Regions from separate parts of the Sus scrofa genome. Here region 1 is linked to region 2. Evidence: chromatin contacts called from public HiChIP or PLAC-seq data. All regions are on one chromosome and are shown on one strand. The core of a region is the stretch at or near the end of the contact, and the rest is flanking DNA. Distances in the headings are between cores, read along the strand shown. Region 1 holds the start of FUT11 (alpha-(1,3)-fucosyltransferase 11). Region 2 holds the start of NUDT13 (nucleoside diphosphate-linked moiety X motif 13).

Region 1 (5,540 bases), core at 1,735-4,234, 580 kb before region 2:
AATTTCTTTATACAACATCAGCACCTTCAGCACCCAGTGCTAGTTTATTGCCTGCAGGAAGCAAGTAAGGAGATCAGCCTCAGGGAACCCCAGCTAACCTTACCTGTCATTCTCAGGAATCTCTTCTATGGCACCAAAGCCCGGTGTGGGCACTGGGCAGTTCATGTGTGAGGGCTGGGCGATATGAGGCTCAGGGACGGGGATGTCCCCAGGAGAGGCTGCGTGGGCCTTCTCGGCCTCTAGCCGAGTCAGTTCGTGGTCGCAGACGAAACACTCGAAGCCGTTAAGGTAGTTAGGCAGTAAAGGATCATTCACTCCCCACTCCCGCTGCTTGAGACTATCCAGAAGGAACTGGTTGGTGATGCCCCCAGGTTGCTTGTATGCCAGATATTTCATATACTCCTCATCGTTCTTGTCCAAAAAGTCAATAAACTCTGCCAGCTTCTGCGGCGACTCAAAGTCGTCAATGAGGATGATGGAGTGATTGTCGGGCATCCAGTCCCGCACAGAGGGAGAGCCACGGTACACAGGAACGGCACCGAGATGCATGGGGCGCCACAGTTTCTCCGTCATGTAGTCATCACAGATGGCATTTTCAAGGGCCAAATGGAACTTATAGCGGGACAAGAAGGCCAGGAGCTCTGGATCCTCGGTGGTGGCTGTGGCTGTGTCCTGTAACCGCGGAATGGGCAGCTCCCGATTTTGCAGGCATTTCCCATATGAATCCACCTAAGTAGGATAGAGCACGGCGGTCAAGAGGGTACGGCACGTCGACCTGGACACCGGGGGTCGCGCCTCAGACCCGCTCTCCACCCTCCCCTTCCCGCCCGGCCCCGCTCAGCTCTCACCCACCGGGATGTAGCGCATGAGCTCGCGCACGTAGCGGTCGCGATCCGCAGGCACGTCGCAGTGAGACTGCAGATAGAGCAGGGGCGCGTAGCCGCGGCGGCGCCACTCGGCGCGCTCCTGGAGCGGAGGCGCCGCGCGGAGCAGATAGGCGGTGCCTGGCAGCCACTGCAACGGCAACGGGTAGTCCGAGTGACGGCTGAAGGTGGACGTAAGATTGAAGAGGCGGATGCCCGGACCGTGGCTCAGCAGGAAGTTGTTGAGGGGCGACTCCTCGTGTAGGAGCGCCCAGCTCTGGTGCGCCAGGCGCGGCAGCGGCGCCTCCGACGCGCGGAAGTCGGTGCCATAGAAAAGCAGAGCGCGCGTCCGCGAGTCTCCCCGCACCCGTCGGTCCCGGGACGCCACGCACGCGCCGCGCGCGCACTCGATGCGCTCCGAGTCGCCCGGGAAGTGAGGAAACAGCCCTGGGCTCCACCACAGCAGCACCGGCAAATCCACCGCCTCCTCCCTCACCGGCGGCGGGGTCAACGGACTGCGCGCCACCCCCACTGCGCCCAGCGGCGAGGGAGGCCGGAAAACTGCGCCATCCCACGGCTCCGCCCACTCCGTCCCCCCGCGGGTATCCCCCTCCACCACTGGCCCTGAGCCGCTGGCCGCACAGACACTAAGAACTCCCAGGACGGCGAGCACAGCCCCCGTACGGCCGGCCCCCATGCCCTCTGTGGCGGCCGACGCGCCTCAGCACCAGTCTCCGCCTGGTGGTGAGTCGCGACGGGATGAGGTCCTACGCCACAGGGGCACGTGACGCATGCGCAGCTCCACTCGGCCGGCCACTTCCCGGGAGCCGCTAGTCCTGGCAGGAAGGACTGGAGGGAAAGCGATAGGTCGCAGATAAAAATGAGGCTACTGGTTACATCTTAATTTATTTCTTTACAAATTAAAGATGCATTGAAAAATAAACCAATGAAGAGAAATGAGAGGTCCAGAGCAGGGGCATCCCAGGCTGGGAGCAGGCAAGCCTGGCCACCATCAAGCCTAGCCCTTGGTCTGCCCCGGCCAGGTCGGGTTGGAAGATAACTGTCAGCCACTCTGTCAGTGCCAAAGCCTGAGTGGTGTCCTGGCGGGAGAGACTAGCCACCTCTGCCTCTCCCCTCAACAACCCCAGCTTGGAGAGCAGTGTTTCCAGCAGGAGGTCAGAGTGGAATATGGGCTGGCTCTGTGAGGTATTGCAAGTTGATGACAAGGCTCCCTACAGAACCATCCAGTGTTGGGGCCTCTCCAGCTGGAAGGAGGTGGGTACCTCTCCCAGGTCTTAATATACCTTGCAACGCTCTTCCCAGGCTCATTCACCTCTGACAATGTGCCTCTATCCACCAAGTGATCACCAATCATTGCAGGAGAAAGAGCAGCGGAAGCAGAGAGAGAAAGCTAATCAACCACCTTCAGGAACTGACTTGGCTGTTGAGGCCCAGGAAGACAGACCACTTTCTTCTCTACCATCTATGGTCTACACCCCAGCTCTTGTGCACCTGTATGTATGTTTATCCCTAATATAGGAAGTTGTTGATGACACTGAGCTGAATTGGCAGCCCCTCCCCCTGTAGTAACCCTGGGATCCCCACTCCTTCCCACCTGCCCTTCTCTTCTTGGAGGCTGGTCCAAAGGGACACATAATATTGCCTGGGTCTGGGTGGCTCCAAATCCCCCAACACCGAATCATATACAGTGAACTGAGAAACTACATTCATTACGACAGGATTAGCAGGAAAAGGAGGGTAAAGTGAGGGGATAGGGGCACCTTCCAACAGCAGGACATGACAGAGTGGTAGGATACTTGAGCCCAGAAAGAAGGTGTCTCCTTATATCTCCCCCTCCCCCCTAAAGAGACTGAGGTCAGCTTACATGACTTAGAAGGTATGGAACTGTCCCAATTTCTCTGCTGTCCTGGGGTACTTTCTGGAAGCTGGCCTGGACCCTATGCTGTTTACCCACTTGCTCTAGCTCAGTAGCTGCCGAATCTCCTTGTGCATATGACAGAGAAAGTCCACATAGGATGCTCCCCCACTCAAGCTCTTGTCTTCCACCAGGAAGTGTTTGAACAGCATCTCCAGCTTGTCCTCCTGTTTCACCACGATAAGCTATGGCCAGAACACAGGGTCATTAGGCAGGGCTAAAGGGAATTAAACATGCCCTGAAATCCCATTATCCTGTCACTCATTCCCCATCTCCACTCCCGGGGAGGACCTGACAAGGTGAGAAGTCCAGATCAGTGTTACCTTCATGTACCGTGATCTCTGTGCCCTCAAATTATCAATGAGGCCTCGCACCTTCTTGGACAGCAGATTATCCAGAACAGGCAGAACACTCTGGAACACAAAATTCATTTATCATTATCGTAATAAGGTATGCTGAATCCAGTAGTCAAGATGGGGCAGCACAGATGCATGCATTATCTGAAACACAGAAGTCTCTGAAGAATGATGGCACCCTCTCTCCTCTCTCAAATGCTCCCTATTTAAGGGAACTAGCATATTAACTTTATTGACTTCTACCCATATCACAAGTCTTACTTCCACGCCCATATTCTCCTTGACTCCCTGCCCTTACCAGGCCACTGGTGATCTGACTGAAGGAGGAGACACCGAAGAGGCTCTGGACAACACCCTGCTGGACACTGGCTCCCACCCAGAGGAAGAGGTTGAGCCCGTTCTCCAGCAAATATATATCCCCGTTGCTTAGACGCTCTTCAGATGCTCGAACTGCTGGTGGCTCGGTGGTACTCTCAATAGGAGACTTTGTCTAGATCAAAGGAATGGACAAAAGGTTACCAAGGATCACAAGACTTGTTTGCCCACATGCTCGTCCTCCCACCCCCCACCCATACATGAAATTTCAGAACACTAAGTCCCTCAGTAATTCTCACAGTATGACAGTATTACATCAGATAACACAGGTAAAAATTTCACTGCTGTCAGACACAGATGATATTAATCCTTCTCTTTCTCCTTCTATGAAGCCCCTTTCTCAGTACAAAGTCTCACACTCCACCCTCAGGCGCACCAACGGTAGGAGCCGAGGATAGAAGAAGACGTTGGTCTCAGCCACGTCCATGGAGATGACCAGCTGTCGGACATAGGTGCGGTCATCAGTAGTGACTTCAGCTCCAGGCTGCAGGACATCACTCTTCAATACACAGTTCAGGTAAACTGGGAGTAGCTTCATGCACTCAGGAAGGATCAACTAGGGGGGTTATCAAAATGAAGTCAGTGATGATGAGAAATCCCTCCCAATGCAAAAATGTATTCCAGCAACTTCTCCGCCAACACGCTTGCCCTACCTGTCCTGCAGAGGAGGGGCTGGCACAGTTCTTTCTGTAACAGGCCAAGATCTGGGCACACTGGGTGATGAGAGCATCCCGAACAGTCTTCACAGGGCTGTTCAGGACCCCCCGGTACGCTGGATGGGAAAGGGAGATCGCAGGCTCACTGGTCAGCCCCTCTGTCACATGTGCCTTCCCACCATCACTCCCACCCAGGAATGCTGATCTGCTGACCCTCCTAGACCTTGCTCTTAGCCCCAATCCCACCCCGCCCTGCCTGTGCCCTCACCAAACTTGGCCATGTAGTTGATGAGTGTGTCAGTCTCACAGTTTCGATACAGATCAGCCAGCTGGGTGCAGCAGTTGAGGGCCAGGTTGTGGATGCGGAGCCGTCGCTGCCCTGCACAGCTGGTGTAGAGCAAGGCACACTAGGGGAAGGGAGACAGGGAGTTCACACGCCTCTGTCGCCAGAGCCCTCTGAAAAACTGCCTCTTTGCTATATTATTAAACTAAAAGAAACACATGAGCCATCCCTTCCCCAGCCTCTTCTAGTCTTCTCTACCCACCCCTCACCCTCTTCCCTGCAGCCTGTTTATACCCAGTGAAACCACCCCAACGCTTCTTCCCCAACCCCTGCCTCCTGCCCAGCACCTGCAGGAGGGCTCCACTCTCTTCATTGAGCCGATCGTCATGCTTGAACTCCACAGTCACCGTCTTGTCCCCATCCAGCCCTGCTAGCTCCACATCTGTTGTGTTGCTCATGTAGAAAGCCCCAAAGAAATCTACAGCACGGATACCTGAGGCCACAGGGACAGGGCTAATGGTATGACAGGTGCCTCCCTCCCAGATTTAGCCCCGCTACCTGCTCTTCTCCAACCAGGACTGACCAGTGCTTGTGCGGACCCGCATCACAGCATCAAAGCCAATGACCTTCTGTACATCCCGACGCAGGTCACTCAGGAACCGTTCCTGGTCATTCTCCACCTGCATCCCCCAGGCCGAGTCACATCACTGAGAGTATAACATCATGCAAACAATTTCCCTGCACCCATTCCACTCTACAAGCTTGTGGATCATAATGACAGTAACAGTGAAGACAGTAACAATGATGTTGATAATGATGATAGCTTTTAGGCACGTACTGCATGCCAGGTACCACATTAAATATTTTACATATAACTCCTTAATCCTGATGACAAATCCTAATTAATAACTTCCAAAATCCCATTTTACAGATGAAAAAAACAAAGGAGCGAATAGTTAAGCAAATCATCCTAGGTCATATAGCTGGTAAGTGGCAGGGCCAGAACATCAACCCGGGACTGGTTCCAAGCTCCACGCTCCTGACTGCAACAGTCGTGGCCCTCCTCCTTAC
Region 2 (5,021 bases), core at 1,467-3,966:
TAAAAATTTTACAAAAGCATATGGCTGTGTGAGCATATTGCTGGGGCTCCTTCCAGGGTCTTGGAAAGGGCTAGTGTAAATGATGGCCCCTGAAGCTAAGCTTTCTTATCTTCACAGTAAATCTCCCTTAAGGTCTGGAGCTATTTAATTTACAGGGTGAATTGCAATTTTCAGAGTCTGCTCTATATAGGGGCAGTGGATAGACTGATTACAGCTTCACTTGAGACAAAGATTTGAGGAAGAGATCTTTGCCTCCTGTGTCAAAGTGCTCCCTGCTGTTTGTTTAGACTAGTGGTTCTGAAACACTTGTTCTCATAATTGTTTCACACTCCTAAAAAGCACTGAGGACTCCAGAAAGCTTTTATGTGGATCATATCATATCTATCAACATTTGCTGTATTAGGAGTAAAACAAACATGCAAAATATTAATTCATTTAAAAACAATAAATAATAAATCTGTTACATGTTAATATAAATAACATTTTTTAATGAAAAATAACCATTTTTCAGAGCAAAAAGAATTTGGTGAGAAGAATGACATTTTACATTTCTGCAAATTTCTTTAGTATCTAGCCTAATAGAAGATTCTCATTCTTCTGCATGCAATCTGTTGCACTATCACAGGACATGTAGTCTCTGGAAAATTCCATTGTTTTTCGATTCAGTATGAAATAATTTTGCCCTGTGAACCTGGAGACCGCACTTTAAGAACTGCTGATTAGTGGGTCACTATATCACTATATTATGTTCCCTAGGGTTCTGAAAAGTACCCCCTCTTTGACTATTGCTGTATCTGTAATAATCAACCCCAACTCCTAGATAAGAGTTAAATGTTAACTATTGCTATGCTTTTTAGCATTCATGGAAAACTTTAGAAAAAACAATTTTTAATGATTACCAAGTCTGAGACAAGTCTTCTCTTTCACGGACACTTTCGCTTTCTTCCCTTTCTCCTTCATTGTCTGCTGCCTGATACTAAAGCTTTCTTTTAGGACGATAATGACTAAGACAAAGGTTGGACTATGACCAAACACAACACTGGATTCCTCACATGCTATAACACAATCTAATATTTACCAAACCCTTTCTGTGTGCTAGGCATGTGCTAAATGCTTTACGCACATTATTTAATTCTCATAACAATCCTAAGAGTTACCTAACGTCATTCGCATTTTGCAAAAGAGGAAGCTGAGATACAGAGAAGTTAATGCCCAGAGTTTTACGAGACTGAGCTGGGAAGTGAACCCAGAAAATTTCCAGAGCGTGCAGTGCACTATCTAGTGATAAAGTATAAAGATAAGCGATAGAGCGAGGTACATATGAGTGTAGGTGAAGGAAGGAGGTTCGTAAAGTAAAAAGCCTCAGGACCAAGACAGCTGAGATACCAAGACATGAGGTACGGTGTTATTTTCCACCCGATTCTTCTTTTCTGCCTTATTTTCTACTCCCATGTTCTTATTCTTATATTTAATATAGTTCCCTGCTGGGAGTTCCGACGTCCCAGCCTGAGGCTGATGGCGTAACCCAGGCGCTAAACAACCTGTTGAAAGGAGTGGGGCAAATCCGGAGTAACCACGGTAACAAGGGCGTGGCGAGGACCCTGCGCAGGCGCGCTACACCACACGCCCGCCCGCCGGCCCCTCCCCTCGGCTCCGGACTTCACCAGCTGGTGGGGAGTCTGGGGCGTGGGACGTGGGCAAAGGGTGGGGGCGAGGGCCTGGGCTGGGCGCCTGCGCAAACGCCTGGGCGCTGGTGTGATCGAGCTCACGTAGCGAGGGTTGCAGTTGCCTCCTCCCTAGCGCTGCCGTCGCGGCCTAGAGGTTATAAAAGGGCTAACTGGCTCCCTCTGCTGCCCAGTCAAGCCACCAGCGGGCTTAGAGAAGGGAGCCGGCTTGACTGAAGGCGGTCGAGGACTGGAGAACGCGCAGCCCTCCCCTGCCACTTCTCAGGTGAGACGCTTCTCCGACCTTGGAGAATGAGGATGAAGTCCTTGGGTAGTCGTTGGCTACTGAGGCTGAAGTTCTTGGGCAGCCGCGGCCCTTCTCGGATGGCTCTGGGGGGTCTGGTCCCTGCCCTCTCTGGTGGGATGGCTCGGGGGCAGGGGTTCCCTGGTTTACTACCGCAGTACCTTCTCCTCTGTACCTTCCCCAGGTCCAGCGCCCCGCGCCTCCTGGTTGTCCCAGAGGCCCTTCCGCCCTCCTCGGTGCTCCCCTTCCCACCTCCTCCCAGATTGGCGTCCCCGACTGTTGGGGCTGCGGCAGCCTCTGTCTCCGCCCCGGGAACCAGTACTTTCTTGAATATTCCTTCCCGAGGAGGGGTAACCCTGTTGATTTTCCCGAGCTCCACTCTTACCTGGTCCTCGCTTGCAAAGCTGACGGGTACGCGACGGTTTTCGGCCTCCAAATCAGCAGATGGTTAGCATGTGGCAGTGGAGAACTGATTTTAAAGCTTAGAGCTCACGCCGAAGCACTCGGGCGTTTTTACCCCGCGGAAGAGTTGTCGGGTCTAGGAAGCGGACATACCCGGGGAAGTTCAGGCTCATCTGTTGCGCGCAGCGGTGCAGCCCGAGCAGTTAGACGTAGCCCCGGGCGGCGAGTTTCGGGCGGCTGGGTAGGGAAGTCGGCTGTCAGATTCTCAGTCAACCGGGAAGCTAGTCTTCTTCCTTCCTTCTGCCACATAAAAATTTTAAAGGTACATGAGCTTCTCTCCCTCCCCACCCCCCTCTGCTCTTTCACAGCAGAATCTGATGCTTTTAAAAGTCCATCAGGAAATCGAATTCTGTGTTTGTGCGAGAACTTTGAGTTAAGCGAATGGCCCCCAGATGTATGTTTTAAGGGGGAGGAAGAGTGGTATCATAAGTATGAGACTATTTCTCCTCAGTCATCGAATGTATTAAATACAGTTCAGTTTTTAGACACTAACGTCTTTGGCGTTCCGACAGAGTGGAGAAGATTCTTGGAATTTTGCACTGTTTGCTTTAAGGGACGAAGAACCTAGATTTCCTTTTAGGAATTGATCTAAAAGGCCAACGAGGCTTGCCAGTTTCAACTTAACTGTTTCTTGTTTCTCTAAGAGCTGTGGCTCTTGGACTTTCCCTTGGAATGCACTCTGAAGGGATGAAATAGTCACTTCTGAGTGGGGGAAGGGAAAGACGTGGCAGCAGTGTTCTTTCATCAACTTTAGGCTCTTTTTTTTTTGATACAGGTTTTGGGAAGAAAGTATTTCCCCTTTTAGATTTAGATGTAGCTTATGAATGAGGCTAGTCTTTATCTAAAATAATAAGAAATATACTGTCCTTGTAGCTGGAACATTGGAATCTAATATATAAAACATTTTAAAGGGATTTTTCTCATCAAGTATCTATGAAAAAAATGGATACCTTAGGCAGGAAATATTTTAGCTGAAAGTCAATAACCTTGAGTATGTTTTGCCTTGATTTAAAATTTGAGTAGACATTCAGTGATTTTTGTTTAACTTTGACTTTTAGCCTGTGAATATAATTTCTAAATCTTAACTGTGAACTTCACATTTTACCTTTTCTTTCTGTGAGAAGTGTAGGTTTTGTCACTTACCTTTAAAAGTCATGTCAGTTTTGGTTTTGGAACATTATGCCTTCAGTCCCTTGGTAGCTGATAGCTGATGCCAAATGCTTCTTTGAGATTGAACTTAGTTACTAGGGAAAGGACTGCTTTGTGTCTTTAGGTGAATAATGCTATTTGATGTCTTTAAATGAGTTGTATTTTGAGGTACTGAAAGCCAGGGACTTTGGTAGGCAGATAATGGTGTTGACCATTTTGTATCTTGGAAACATGTAGTGAAAAAAACAGATGAAAGGCATTCCCTTTCAGTGCAGCAGGTTAAGAATCCAGTGTTATCACTGCAGTGGCTAAGGTTGCTGCTGTGGCATGGGTTCAGTCCCTGGCCCGGGAACTTCCACATATCATGGGCGTGGCCAAAAAACAGATTGAAAAAAATATGCAACACTTAATTACTGCAGAAAAATTTAGACAGTGTAAAATTCTACTAAAAAAATAAAGCATTAGGAAGTTCCCGTTGCGGCTCAGCTGTAATGAGCCCAGCTAGTATCCATGAGGATGCAGGTTTGATCCCTGGCCTCACTCAGTGGGTTAAGAATTCGGCATTGCTGTGAGCTATAGTGTAGGATGTGGATAAGGCTCAGATCCCCAGCTGCTGTGGCTGTGGTGTAGGCTGTCAGCTACAGCTCTGATTCAACCCCTAGCCTGGGAACTTCCATATGCCTCAGGTGGTACCGTAAGAGGCAAAAAAAAAAAAAAAAAAAAAAGAGAGAATTCATCTTACCAGGGTAGTCCAGGCTGTTACAAGCGAATCTTGGCTTTTTGGTAAGGAGATGTTGACCTTTTCTAATACTGCAGAGGGGGTTGTGTACTGGCAAGTATCTTTCACAGGGCAAATATATTCAAGCTCTTTTTTTTTTTTTTTTTTTTTTTTTTTTTTGCTTTTTAGGGCCACACCTGAGGCATATGGAAGTTCTCAGGCTAGTGGTTGAATTGGAGATACAGCTGCCAGCGTGCAGCACAGCCATAGCAATGTGGGATCCAAGCCTCATCTTCGACCTACACCATAGCTCGTGGCAACGCTGGATCCCTAACCCACTGAGCAAGGCCAGGGATCGAACCTGCCTCCTCGTGGATACTAGTCAGATTTGTTTCCGCTGCACCATGATGAGAACTCCTTAAGCTCCTCTTTTATTCCAGAGATGCAGCCATAAAGCTTGTGAGCCTTCACTTCTGTAGAAGTAATGCCTTATTTTACTTAGTAGTTATCAACTGGCATATACTTACATCGCTTAAATTTGAAAAGTGCCCCTGTGAGATTCATAGTAGCAATTCTAAACCTATTTTGAGGTCATGAGGTCCACGGAGAATCTGAAAGAAGGGGTGGACCCTGGGTGACTAAATTCTATGCAAGTACACACATATGTGTAGAATTTTAGTCATCAGTTACAGATACTCTCTCCCTCCAAAAGTGCATCTTTAAA

The links. HiChIP or PLAC-seq counts read pairs in DNA pulled down with a chosen protein or histone mark.
Region 1: an H3K27ac HiChIP or PLAC-seq map of alveolar macrophages shows a contact between it and region 2. The contact joins the promoter of FUT11 here to the promoter of NUDT13 in region 2. A contact is called at or near these places in 1 of 5 promoter capture datasets (fetal liver) and 1 of 2 datasets of contacts at active chromatin or transcription factors (alveolar macrophages).

Annotation. Positions count from the first base shown.
Region 1 is chr14:76,495,338-76,500,877 of Sscrofa11.1, reverse strand. It overlaps FUT11 (alpha-(1,3)-fucosyltransferase 11), which reads right to left and starts at 2,984. Exons shown (of 3, transcript XM_001928248.5): 1 at 853-2,984; 2 at 104-729. The coding sequence starts at 1,560. SEC24C (protein transport protein Sec24C) reads right to left here. Exons shown (of 24, transcript XM_013983347.2): 17 at 5,053-5,149; 18 at 4,817-4,962; 19 at 4,455-4,593; 20 at 4,184-4,302; 21 at 3,907-4,086; 22 at 3,454-3,645; 23 at 3,123-3,212; 24 at 1,751-2,984. The coding sequence ends at 2,844.
Region 2 is chr14:75,915,751-75,920,771 of Sscrofa11.1, reverse strand. It overlaps NUDT13 (nucleoside diphosphate-linked moiety X motif 13), which reads right to left and starts at 2,716. Exons shown (of 12, transcript XM_021074324.1): 1 at 2,354-2,716. It overlaps P4HA1 (prolyl 4-hydroxylase subunit alpha 1), which reads left to right and starts at 1,870. Exons shown (of 15, transcript NM_001097435.1): 1 at 1,870-1,950.